Linked DNA regions of Mus musculus: all the other regions are linked to region 3. A link is a contact called in public HiChIP or PLAC-seq and promoter capture Hi-C data. All regions are on one chromosome and are shown on one strand. Each heading gives the region's core, a stretch centred on a gene start, on an enhancer-like site or on the middle of the called end of the contact. The rest is flanking DNA. Distances are from core to core; before and after follow the strand shown. Region 1 holds the start of Tmem126b (transmembrane protein 126B). Region 2 holds the start of Tmem126a (transmembrane protein 126A). Region 3 holds the start of Dlg2 (discs large MAGUK scaffold protein 2).

Region 1 (4,304 bases), core at 1,465-3,964, 610 kb before region 3:
TGAAGCTATGAGCAAGTCTTGAACTAAATGTTCTCTATTATAAGAGTTGCTGTGGTCATGGCGTCTTTTCACAGCATTAGAACAATGATTAAGACAATAGATTAGAAAACTGAGTTTCAGAAAGCTTGTCTTGCTACTGAGATAGTGATTTTGTTTTCGTTCAGCATAGCTTCCTCTGTTCATTCCAAGAGTAGAAGGCCCAGCTTTTTTAATCCTCTTGAAGTAACAGCAGAAATAATACCTGCATGTTGACAAAGATCTATCTTTGTCTTAGGGTTTTATTCCTGTGTAGCAAAACCACGACCTAGGCAACTCTTAACAGAAAAAAACATTTAATTGGGGCTGGCTTTCAGTTTCAGAGGTTTAGTGCTGACTGACAGCTTCAGAGGCATTATCATCATGGAGGTAAGTAAACACGGTGGGGTGTAGGCAGGCTTGATCTGAAGACAGCAGGAGACTGTGTGTTTAGCTTGAGCACAGGAAGCCTCAAAGCCCCCCCCCCCCCCCACAAGTGACAAACTTCCTCCAACAACACCACACCTTCTAATATTGCTACTCCCTATGAGCAAAGCATTCAAACATGCAAGTCTATGGGTTCCATTCCTATTCAAACCACCACACTTGTCTTCTCTCATGAAAGCCTAAGCCAGTTTGGGAGATTATTTTGGGGCTAAGGGAAGGTAGGAGAGAACAGAAAGTGCTTTAGAAAGTGGAGAAACAACAACAACAACAACAACAACAACAAGTCAGAGTTGGGTACTGTTCCAGCCTGGGAAGAGGGAGTGCACCATAGTTATCTTGGACTTTATGTTGCAATTCAGTTTTCTAGTAGGGCCTAGGGTAGAAAGCAGGCAGGGTCTTTGTCAGAAATAGCTATGGGTTATACTGTGAAGCCTGGACAAAGGGAATGAACTCAGGGTTTGTAAGGTCTCTGTGTCCCATGTGATAAGCCAATAGTTGCCCACATTAAGAACCATAAGAGTTTCACCAAGAGATTAGAAAATCCATTCCAGATTCCTTTTTGAGTTTCTGGCTATACATAAGACTTTTGGGTCTCTGGAAACACTTGTTAAATCCTTTGGTACTATGACATTTTATGTATCTTACGAGTATTCCATTTCATTCAAACAAAGATATATGGACACTTCCTACAAATCCAAAATTCTGGTTTTAAATATTTACTTATTTCATCAGTGAGATGTCTACTGATTCAAAGTTCAGTGCTTTTTATTTTTTGCTCTACATTTTCTAGATTAATCCATGAGAAGTTATAAAGTCAAAGGTTCATTACAGATGACATGCTAACATTTATAAGTGATGAGCATATAATAAGCCTAAAATTAATGAAAAAAAAAATGGAGCCTGACTCCAGGAAATCAACACACACAAAGAATGGGTTCCTTGATCTTCTTAAGGTGGTATACAATTGATCAAAAGACCAGTATTTCTGCCTTAATACAACACAGCATTTAAGTCAGTTCTTTAAGATAGCTGAGAAGGGGGGTGGGCAGAGCAGGCATAAAATACTTTACAAATTATATTTTTTTGGGGGGGACTAGACTTACATCTTTTGCTCCCCCCTCCTTCTGCTATCCAAATGGAAAAATGGAAGAAGAAATAGTATTTTCTAAGGAGGATTCTCTAACCAATCCATCTAGTGTACGATGAAGGCAGATATTAATAGCATCATGGCTAATCAAAAAAACGTAGAGAAATTTTTGTTCTGTTCTCATCCAATTCCCTGAACAGCCCTCTTCACCACCCACAGAAAATTTCCAGGCCTTTAAGACAGCTTTGGGGAAAAGGGTACCCACAATTATGGCTGCAGGACAGTCAATATTGAAATAATCAAAAGCAACAGCAAATATTTTTGGCATCTGGCATTTGCAAGGGTTTCACTACACTCTCCTTAATTAAGGAGATATAGATTATTAACTTGCCCAGAGTTTTTTGTTTTGTTTTGTTTTAACTTATTTTTGTGCTGTTGGTATAGACGCCTGGGCTTCAGGCCTGACAAGTGCTCCATCATCAGATTCCAAGGAAGTCTTTCAGCAAGAACTGAAAATGAAGATTTTTGCCACAACCAACGTTTAATCTGAGAGTTAAGGAAGTTCAAAGTCACTCAACTGATTAGATCACCATCCTTATACACGTTAAGTGCATTTGTGTGGGCGTATGGCCTGCAAAGTGTGTGTGTGTTGTATCTTTAAGTGTATTATTTGACCTTCAGAATTTTATTCAACATGATTTGTCCAGCCGTGGTGGATATTAGGTTCTCGGGTAATCAAAAAAGTGAATGCATTCAAGAAGCCATCATAACCTTGCGTTAAGTCAGAACACATCAAATCAATAAAATGCAGGAGACTTAAACAGAATGAGAGAACTGGAGGTCGGGCCGGGTGGGGTAAGGCGATAAAGTATTTGTAATTGAAGAAAGGTCCTCGAGAAAGAGAAACAAGCTGCATTTAATCGGCGTAGACTTCAGGTCTACGCTGTTCGGAACTAGAGATTTGATTACACTCTACATAAAGTCGGGTTCGGTTCTATTTGCTCAAATCCTTCACGTGCATCATCTCCGAGGAGGCGACCCACACCACCCTAGATTTCCGCCTACCTGGGGTGCTTCCCTATTTCCCTCCTGCACAACACCAGCAACCTTCGACTCGGACCAACTTGGTCGCTGGGACGCCGCCATCTTAGCGCCTCACGTGACTGACAGGAGGGCGTGGCCGGAGCGCCTGGGGCGGGACTTGCAGCTGTCTGACAGCTCGTACCTTTAGTCCGGTACTCCCCCACCCAGTCAAAAGCCGCGCCCTCCAGCCGGGCGGAGGTTGGGCGTGGCGTCGCAGAAGTGCGATCTCTCATTGGCTCCGAGGAAGGCTCAGGGTCAGGGGCCCGCCCCTAGCCAGCCTTGCCTTGTCCTCTGCCAAATTGTCAGCCTGGCCAACCTGAAGGGAACCAGGGGCGGTTCGGGCGCAGGCCTGTTGCTGCGCGCCTTCTTCTCAGGGCGGCTGGGGTAACCGAGCCCTGGTAGTTCCTTCGGCCCGGTCGGTGTGTTAAGGCTGTGGTTTCTAAGGTTCCTCCTCAGAGCCTCCAGCCCGTCTCCCCGGCGCGGCCACAGCAGCACGGGCTAGCCTGCTCTCTACAGTCTTCAGTCCCCATAGTCCACCCTCAAGCCCCGCTTGGAAAGGGTTCAGTTAGAAATATCCCTTTTCCCTGCTCCCCCGAAGAGCCCTGGTCGGCCAGTGTTTTAGGGGTGGATGGTGCTGCGAGGAGGCCAGGCGCGCTTCCGTGCACGTGAAATGCCCAGCAGCGTCTGCCAGACCCGCAACCCCCGACCCTCCAGTCTCCATGTCTTAGGCAAGCCAAATTCGAGAGTTATATAATTTCTAGTGCTGCTGTTTCTCTTGCCCGAGGAAACACTTCATCGCTTGGAGGGTGCAGGACATTTCGGTGCTCTTCTGTATAAGATCGGGGTGTGGGCAGGGGTGGCCAGCGGTGGCAGAGAAATGTCTTTTCTGCAAAAGGAAGGTGGGTAGATTGGAGAGAGACTGAGAAAGGGTGGATGTGGAAGCCAAACAGCTGCACTCTCATTTAGGAAATCGCGGACTATTTGCATAGTGTGTGATTGCATGCCTAATACTACTACAGCGTCTCTGAAAACACCTTTTGGGGAAGGTTTGGTTTCTCCTTTCCAGCAGCCTCAGTGTTTTTCTTCGCCGGATAGGAAGCTGCTTGTTTGCGAAGAGATGGCATGATGTGAATGACTCCAGTGTGAAGAAGTCTGCTTCGCCAAATCATCCTGCATCAAGTGCCCATTGAATAGCACTGTCACTTTAATGTCTCCATGCCAAGGGATTGCCTTCCTTCTTTTCAATCCTCTCAGTTAATACACAGGAGGATCAGGATCTGAGGGGCATTAAGGATCAAGCCTTGGGGGCTTGGAGACCACAGAAGAAAAATAGGAAAGTGACAAGCTGGATAGTGTTTTACTGAGGGGCGAGAAACAGAACCAGTAAATAGAAGGGGGCCTTTGAATCTCTCTTTTGCCCCCAGAAAACTGTCCAAACTCACACACCCCTGAAAAGACTAGAGTAAGACGTTTTTAAAAGTGTTTTTGAAGGGGAAGTTTAAACTTTTTCCTAAAAATTGATGCTCTTTATTACGAACCATGTCGAACATGTATAAATTAATAAGTCAACCGTCCTAAAATTGGTTTGTGCCTTAATTGAGTTAGTTATTGAACATCTAAAAGTGTTGCTGCCTGAAGAGGAGTTTTAGTAACATTTTCTATGCATAAGATA
Region 2 (4,604 bases), core at 1,246-3,745, 630 kb before region 3:
ATAGACACAGATCAACCTGAAGTTACTGTGACTGTAACCCACTCAGGCTTTCTGATGGGAAAGGAGTTAAAGAATATTCTGTAGAAGGGCACTGTACTATACTACTTTTTAATATCAGCATGCTCCTTAAACTCTTTTTCATCTTAAAGATCTTTAAACATCCATTTCTGTCATCCATCTTGCAAAATATTCCATGGTACTCTTTTTTTTTTTTTTTTTTTTTTTTTTGGCTTTTTCTATACAGGGTTTCTCTGTATAGCCACGGCTGTCCTGGACCAGGCTGGCCTCGAACTCAGAAATCCGCCTGCCTCTGCCTTCCAAGTGCTGGGATTAAAGGCGTGTGCCACCACCGCCAGGCCATGGTACTCTTAATAAAGGTAAACATAGAAATACACTGAGAAGATAAGAGATGGGGTTAACTTGAAAAGGTCTTTTAAGTTATTTATAAATGGATCCATACAGTTTTTTTCACCCCAAAAGCTGAATGGAAAGGTGGGTTCATCAATTAAATATTTCCAAAGTTCTAGTTTCAGTTTCCATAATGAGTTATACGATGCACAAAATGGTTAGTGTCACTGGGCTTCAGGGTGGTTTTTGTTTTTTCATCAAAGCAAAAAGACAGCTCAGTTTCCTTTGGGTATGCATAGTCCTTCAAATTTAAGATAATCTTTTGAAACACTTTTAGGTAAAGACATTTTAAGACTATGGAATCTTACCTGTCTGATTCTGGAAGTTGTTTAATTTTTCTGGATATGATATTAAGTATTAAATCATCTTTGCTAGTACTTGGTTTATGACTTTCCATCTTGGACCTAAAAAAAAATATAACAATCCCAATTTAAAAAGTATATCTAGAAAAAGTCTTTTGAGATGCATAATTATGTAAGAGATGTAGATTAACTTAATGTATATATAGCATATAAGATTTCCCTCTCCCAATACAGCATACCAGAAACCTGAACAAGAAAAGCAGCGCATAAGTTTCTAAGACACTCCACAATCTTGATTTTCTAAGCAATTACTACATACATGAAACATTAAAAAAATGACTTAATTCAGACATGGTGACATGACTGTAGTTGAAACAGTTGGGGGGTGGGCTCAGGGCTGTCCTTGATAATACTGGAATTTGAGGCCAGCAGAGCTACATGAAAATTTATTACAGGAAAACAAAAATCCAAAGAATTTGTGCTAGACAAGTGGGGTGGAGGGGTGATGCAACAGACAGAGCCTCACATCATGAGAGAAAGCCAACATCCAGTAAACAACAAAAACATGAGGTGGAAGCTAAGATAACAGGGATGTCATTAGGTACACAGGTAATTAGTTTCACTTGGAAGCATTCAGGAAAGCTGTGACATCTGCTGGTGGAACTATAAGTTGTATTTCAAGTGTAATAGCCACTTTGTAAAGATGATTAGGTGTCAAGGGTTAGAAAGGGCTCAGTAGTTTTGAGAGAACACTATTGCAAAGAACAAGGGTTCCAGGGGACTGGAATCCTCTTCACCCTTCATAGGCATTGCAGGCATGTGGACACATGATGAAAGATTCGAGCCCTAGCACCCACGTCAAAGCTCACACACAGCTGTAACTTCAGGCCTAGGGTGATCTAATGCCCTTTTCTGGCCTGAGCAGGCATGGTACACATAGGATGAATATCAGTGTAGAATGGTGGATTCGTTTTTACTAGATTGGGCTCTTTAAAAACATACTTCCTGGTGACAGGAAAAAAGTCTGCAACCTGTGGTGATACCTCTACTATTGGGAAGCTGAGGCCGGAGGGTTGTGAGTTCCTGGATGTACTCCAAGACCCTATTTCAAAAGATAAAACAGTAGTAGCAATAAACCAAAACTCAGAAATAACCTGATAATAAATCAGCCTGTCTTGGGTCACCATTCGTATTAGTTAGCTGTGACAGCACTGGAACAATGTCTTACCAAATCTTGGGTACCTGTTGTATATATACAATGATTTGGAAAATGCTGCATGTGCAAAATTCCATAAATCTTGACTTAAAAATTAACCTCGAAAGTAAAATACAGATTTAGCGGTTTAGATCAGGATCCCAGGATTCAAGTCCTGTTTCTTCTTCCTGGTATTATTTCTCAGTTAATAAATCCCCATCAAAGACAAAGACACCTTGAAATACTACAAAGATCTCTGAAAGTTTCTGCATAAAAACCAAGCATCGGAAAATTAAACGTAGCAATTTGTAAATTGGCAGTGATTCTTCAACTCAATCAATTCAGCCAGGTCTTCCCCCTCACGGGTGGAAAGTGAAGACCGGGTCAGCACACACAGCGTTCCCCACCCTCGTGGCCACCCCGCGCCTCTCCCAGCGCGACATTGGCACAGCTACTCACCATTCGGCAGAATGAAGGCAGCTAATGGCAGCCTCCCCAGCCGCCGGTGCTTGCCCGGGTCCTCCCGCGCCGAGTCTACCGCAACCTTCGCTAGGGTCGTCTGAGCTCCATCTTTGGCTCACACGTGACTCTGTCTCCGCCTCTGTTTCCTGTCCACGGGCTTCCGGTCCAGGAGACGCTAAACTGTGGACTAGCGGTGAGGACTGGCGAGTCCGCTATAGCCCATCCCGGGTACAGCCTGCAGAAACAGCGGTGTGGCGGTGGCTGGGCTCGACACCACCCCGCCTGGGCACGCAGCCCGACTTCCGAGTCCCCGATCCTGGCGTAGGTTGCATGGCAGCCGCTAGGCTACGGGCTGATGAAGGCAACGTTGGCAGTGAAGTTAGCCTGAGATTGACTTTTTGCTCCATCTCGCTCTTGGATCTTTGTGCCATGTTATGCTGTGGGTGACTTCCAGCAGAACGTGAGCAATTCCAGAGCGAGTGCTTTTTTTTTGTTTTGTTTTGTTTTCCTCAGCATTCCCCATGTCCTCTAGAACACTGCTTCTGTGAAACAGGGTTAACGGAATGTAGTGAAAAACTAACGGTTCAAAAGTAAGGGAGCCGCACGTGATAACGTACGCCTTAATCCCAGAATTCAGTAGCCTGAGGCAGGGGGATTTCTGTGAATTCCAGGCCAGTCTGGTCTGCGTACAGTGTGAATTCCAAACAAAACAGCCAGGGGGAGGCTTAGGGTATAAGTCAGCACCACTGGGAACCAATGTTGTGAGTTTCCGTCTCAGTTTTCATCTGCATCTGTAAAACAGGAAAGGACAAAATTCTTTACCTGGTTATTTTGTAAAATTGTGAGTAGACTATAAAGACGCTTACCAAACTGAGAGGCCTGGAATTTATCAGAAGACTAATGAGTAAGATCCCTGTCCCGAAAGATTCCTGTCCCGAGAGGCATCAAGTCAATTCTAGTTTTTTTGTTTTTGTTTTTATTTATTTATTTATTTATTTATTTATCTATCTATTTATTTATTTCTAAATAAGACTGTACTCCAATTCCTGTGGAACCAAACCCCGGTCCTCTGCAGGAGCAGCAATTACTCTTAACCAATGAGCGGGGTGTTTGTTTGTTTTTCCCCAGTCCTTTTTACACTTTCCTTGTCCGGTGCTGGCATTAGGGTAGCGCTGACTTATTAGTGTCATTTAGCAACTGTTCACTTTTGGGAGCGTTTGTATCATTTTGATGTCATTTGCTGAATGTTTGGTAGAATCATCACGGGAGACTTCTAAGCCCAGAGTTTTCCTGATTGATAGAATTGTAATATAAATTCAGCATCTATAATAGATATTTCACTGTTCTATGCGTAGATACCTTTTAGATTGAACATCAAAACTTTTCTCAGAACAATTGAAATGTCCATTTGGTCCAAAATTTCAAGCTTATTGGATTAAACTGTTGATAAATATTTCCTTATGTTTTTAATATCTGTGTATCCTGCAGTGACCTCATATGTCTTCTCTTGATAGTGTTTTATTGAATCTTTGAAGCCTGATCAGTCTAGCTAGTGTGATCTTAAAAATTTTTTGTCTGTTTCACTGTTTTTTGGGGGTTTTTTGATGTTGGATTTTATGTTTTCAACTTGAATTTTTCTTCTCTGCTGCTTATTCCTATGTGTTTTCTGCCCCCCCCCCCCCAGTTTTCTAAGGATGTGCATGAATGGGGTCACTGGTGTGAGACCATTTTACTCTTCAGTTTGTGTGTTTATTGTCAGAAATTCCCTTCTAAGGACCTCTTTGTTCCCACAGATTTTGAAATTTAATTTAAAATTAAAAAAAATATTTCCATTTAGTTCAAAAGTCTTGTAATTTCTCTTAGGTTTCTTGACCTATGGTCTATCTAGAAGTGTCTTGGTTTCCTAATCTCTTTTTAAATCTCTGATTCAGTTCTCTTGTGGTTGGAGAACATACTTGGTAGAATTTGAATCCTTTAAAAAAGTGTATCGATATTTATAGTGCAGATTCTGGTCCAAACGGGATTTTCATGTGTGCATGAAAAGAATACATGCTCGTCTGCTGTGTCAGAAGTTCCTGAAAGCAACAGCTAAGACGAGCTGGGGAATTATGCTTCTTTGCTGGTTTTGTGCTGGTAGAGGTGGGGTCTGTGTTGTCCATATGTAATATAGATGATTTTCCTCTTTCAACTTCTGGAACATCTGGAATATAGGCACATGCCACTCTGCCCAGAGGACA
Region 3 (4,308 bases), core at 1,459-3,958:
TTTCCAAGGGTAACATCTGTCCCCTCTTCAATCTTATATAAATCAAAAACTATATTTTCTTTGAATATATTTGCAGTTTCATTTTTTAACTAATTGACTCAACTAGGTTTTTGCTGACATGATTCATTTTTAATATTCTCAACCACATTATGAGCTACACATTATTCTGTTTTTCAAATGGCCAACAGTTTGACATGGATGATATTTTTCTGAGATTACTTACTTGTAGTATTGAAATATAGATTTGCTCTACTCCCTTCAAAACTCTGTAGCCAGTTAGAATTTTCTTTTACAATAGTAAATATTGCTCTTATTGTGGATATACTACTAGAATGTAGTGTTTGACTAAGAATAGAGAACACATTTTTGATATCAGACTTACTGTGTGAGGGTGAGTTGGGGTATGGGTGGCATGCTATGGTATGTGTGTTTGTTGGCTAGGAGACAACTTACAGAAGTTGTTTCTCTTCTGTCCTTGGTCTAGGGAATTCAACTCAGGATCTCAGGCTTTTCTGCAAGCACATTTACCCACAGAGGCATCTTACTAGCCCATTAATAAATGACTTTTCTATTGGACCCTGTGATTCAGGTTAACGCTTCATTTCCTACAAGGAAAATGATGAAAATGGCCATTATCCTTGTATTCTTAAAGCTAAACAGCAGATCTTCGACTATAGCCCAATTCTGCACTGGGATTCTGTGAGATAGGTAAGGCCACTTGAGAGTTTTAAATAGGTCTTCAAGGCCATAGTCTTCCTTGGAATGTACACACTTCAAAGCTTGGCTGAAACTCTAAGTTCTTCCAACTTCACTTTGGTCTGTTTCCTACCAGTGTGCATCTCTGAGATTGTGACACTTCCTGTCTCGTCCTGTATTGGGGTACCAAAAAAAGGCTGGAGACCATCAAAATAGCAATAAAAACAAAGAAAGTGTCTTATACACTAATTCCAAGCGAAAATTTTACTTAACAGTACATTTGTTGATTTTTTTTTTTCCTGAGAATCTTCTGAACCCTAGTGGAGACAGGCAGTTTTAAATCGTCCCCGTGTTTACCACAGCTTCCGGTGTTTGTGTTCATTTACTGGGAAGAGCTTCAGGAGAGGTAACCTGCTATGACCTCTGGAGAGGGAGGCATTATGAACTGAAATGACAGGCTCTGTTTTGAAGCCATTAATAAAAGTTGGGGAGTGATAGGACCTGGGCATCCATTTTTTAAACTGCCCTGGAAGTCACAGTTATGCTACAAGCACTTACAGTTTGTAATTACCTAGTCTACTATGACAGACAGAGCTGGGAATCAAATTAAGTGGCTCCCTTCTCTTTCATTGCTGAACAATCTCCAGCTTAAGCCAAGGTTGCTTTTCCTTCTTCCTAAAAAAGCCACAAACAATGACAACCCAAAATAGCTATTTAGTCAGAAGTGACGACACTTTCTGAACGCTTATCATTAAGAGGGAAGTAGAAAACCTAGCTCTTTAATTCCTCTCTCTGAATTCCCATCTACCCTCTGAAGCATTCTCACCTCACTGCCCAGGAGAGATGCCCAGAGACTGCCAGAGAGCATCAGCACTGCTGCAGGCTCCAAAGGGGAGGTGGCTTATGCAAAACACGTTAAAGAAAAACCCTAAAAGTCACTGCAGCTTTTTCCCTGTGAGTGATGCGGTTCTTCCCTGTTGCTGTGGCAAAGACATCACCAATCTTTTTCCTCCCACTATTTTTACTGCAGTGAGAACTGTTCATGTCTGCTCGCATTTCGCCAGAGAGCTTTAGAATTCTAGCTGAGCATTAGGGCTGCCTGAAGCTGGAAAAAAGAGTTTAGAACCTTGCCTTGGCTGAATAAAAATCCAATTAATTTGCAGTATCTGTTGCTTGTCAAGGATATCAACAGACAGTAAGACCTGAAAATGTTTGTTAATTAAAAATCCCCCCTCCTCGTGGATTCATGGGAATAGAAGTCTCTCTCTCTCTCTCTCTCTCTCTCTCTCTCTCTCTCCCTTCCTCCCTCTCTACCTCCCAGGACCAGCTAAACATTTTATATCATTTTTTCATCCCGCTGGTTGAATTGTCCCCCTGTTTTGTTCCAATCCCATCCTGTATCGCTGATAGTTGTTTATCAACAAAGCATAGCATTGGAGAATTTAGATGCATGGTTTTGTTAGAGAGCCTAACAACTTTAAATATCCCTGGAAGACAGACCTGATGATATGATATCCCAGGACAGGGCAGTAAGAGGTGGTACTTCCTTGCCCTGGAGCTGGCGAGCACCCCTGGTGGACCCAGCTTAGGTTTTAGGGGACTCTATGAGACACGGAACCTTTTGGTCCTGCTCTGTTCCACACAGAGAAATGGAAGAGTGAGGCATGCTTGCAGTGGTTTGTAGTATTTGCCAAACAGGATACTGCATCAGAAAAGCTTGGAATGTAGTGCAGAGCTGTTAGGCTACAAAGGGAAAAGGGTTCCCTCTTCAACCACAGTCTGCCAGATGCAATCCCCTGGTAAAGTATCTAATAGGACAACACTCGGGCTCCCCAGAAATATAAGTAACTCATTGGTTAAATTTCAATTCTTCACCTTTCCCCCCCCCCCTCCTTCCTGAGTGAGCTCATTCCCCCCTCCTTTTTTTCCCCCAGTGATTTAAAATGCTAGAAGGAAAAGCAACTGAGGTTCTAACTTTCGGATGCTGAATCCTCGGCTAATTGAAATTACTGGGCACAATGCTATATATAGCCAATGAAGAGATTCTGAGCTCTCACTCAGTGCCTTCAAGACATGTCGTTTTGTAGTCAGAGGAAACAGGGATCAATGCATTTTCAAACTGACAGAGGGAACGGATGCTCCTTAGCAGCACATGCCCAGGATCGTGTGTGTGGGGCTTGCGCTGTGCTGAGAAGCTGATCACCACCGGCCCATATGCCCCTTATTTACTGCAATGTTCTTTGCATGTTATTGTGCACTCCGGACTAACGTAAAGGTAAGAGGGAGCGAGACGGCCACTGGGCATGATGTACATGTTAAACCAGCTGCAAAAAAATGTCTACCTTGTGTAGCGCCAGGACTTTTCGGATGGCCGGCTGAGCAGGCTGATTATTACAGGTGGTTGCGAAGGCTTTGTTTTATTGTTGCCTTGCCGCCTCCCTGGGGGAGCGAGTCAGAACGCTGTGGTGAAGTGACCTTCAGGTTTAACTGTTTGTAATTCAGGTTCTTGCTCACACTTGGAGGGTGGAGAGGGGGGAGGAAAAGATGAGGATTATTTCCGTAGGCCAGCAACAAGAAACCAGAGGAGGTAACAAGCTATGGATCACGCTGTCAATTAGAATTTAGTCTTTCCCTTTTGAAAGTGCTGTGAACTGTACGTGTGCCTGCAGCTTCATTGTTCTGAGAGCTCCCGGGTTTGAATGTGGAGGCTGGAGTGGAATTAGGATGTGATCTGTGGGGGTACCCGAGCATCCTGTGTGTTGAGAGGAGGATGAGGAGCATCGGGGAATTTGGTGGTATTAACCACACAGCTTCTCAGCTCAGGGTGGGCTGCCGGGTTAGACTGCTTGGGTGCCGCCACCTGGATGCTGTCACCTCGCTGACATTCACTTGCTGGAGCTAATAAGGCTCCAAAGTTGAGCTCAAGTTTGGGAGACTTACCCCTTGTCACGAGCAAGGATGTTATTATTTGAAAGGTTTCTCTGACGCTATTCATTCAGCACGAAGAACCAGAGAGAGCTGCTGTGGGATTCCACTTGCATAGTTTAAGTGAATTTCCACCCCCCCACCCCCCCCCACCCCCGTACCCCAGCTTGAGTTTGTAATTCTAATTGAAGCAGGTCCAAAAAGAAGTGATTGTCTTTGAGAAAGAAAAAAAAAATTAGAGGCAGTTTAAAGCCTAAAATAGGACTTTTGAAAAATTAAAAGTCGATGTAAAGTGTTTCCCTTTTTATTTCAGGAGAGGAAGTGTTTTATGAGTCTGGGTACTAAAGTTTCATTTTGTGTGTTTACAAGTTTTATTGGAGAGCTCCCGGCTGCTCACTTTTGTAAACCTCCTCGCTTTACATTTGAACTTCAAACAGGTAGTATTTATATGTCCACGGTGAGCAGACCTCTCAGCATGGCAGCCTGGAGAGCCTTGAGCAAGCAGAGTTCTGTAGGTTTTACTTCTTACTACTTTAAGAATTCACTTCCTCCCAGGTAAATGTGGTGGGCGTAAGAAACCTCCTGACAGGTTTTAAGAGGTGGAGTTGTATCCGCAAACACGAGTGTGGGTTGTTCTAGTGCCTTCTATTTCAATTTATGCTTAGTTCCTTGTTTAGTAAAGTGGGT

The links. Promoter capture Hi-C pulls out the DNA fragments that hold promoters and counts their contacts. HiChIP or PLAC-seq counts read pairs in DNA pulled down with a chosen protein or histone mark.
Region 1: a promoter capture Hi-C map of hippocampal neurons shows a contact between it and region 3, with 7 times the contacts expected there. The contact joins the promoter of Tmem126b here to the promoter of Dlg2 in region 3. A contact is called at or near these places in 8 of 39 promoter capture datasets (embryonic stem cells, hippocampal neurons, liver and 2 more), 1 of 484 Hi-C or Micro-C datasets (cerebral cortex) and 2 of 115 datasets of contacts at active chromatin or transcription factors (embryonic forebrain and neural progenitor cells).
Region 2: a contact with region 3 is called in an H3K4me3 HiChIP or PLAC-seq map of embryonic forebrain, with 2.6 times the contacts expected there. The contact joins the promoter of Tmem126a here to the promoter of Dlg2 in region 3. A contact is called at or near these places in 2 of 39 promoter capture datasets (hippocampal neurons and liver) and 3 of 115 datasets of contacts at active chromatin or transcription factors (astrocytes, embryonic forebrain and extraembryonic endoderm stem cells).

What each region holds. Positions count from the first base shown.
Region 1 is chr7:90,473,281-90,477,584 of GRCm38.p6, forward strand. It overlaps Tmem126b (transmembrane protein 126B), which reads right to left and starts at 2,715. Exons shown (of 5, transcript NM_026734.2): 1 at 2,615-2,715. The coding sequence starts at 2,695. It also overlaps a transcript of Dlg2 not described here.
Region 2 is chr7:90,454,708-90,459,311 of GRCm38.p6, forward strand. It overlaps Tmem126a (transmembrane protein 126A), which reads right to left and starts at 2,496. Exons shown (of 5, transcript NM_025460.3): 1 at 2,365-2,496; 2 at 717-812. The coding sequence starts at 805.
Region 3 is chr7:91,088,078-91,092,385 of GRCm38.p6, forward strand. It overlaps Dlg2 (discs large MAGUK scaffold protein 2), which reads left to right and starts at 2,709. Exons shown (of 23, transcript NM_011807.3): 1 at 2,709-2,971. The coding sequence starts at 2,930.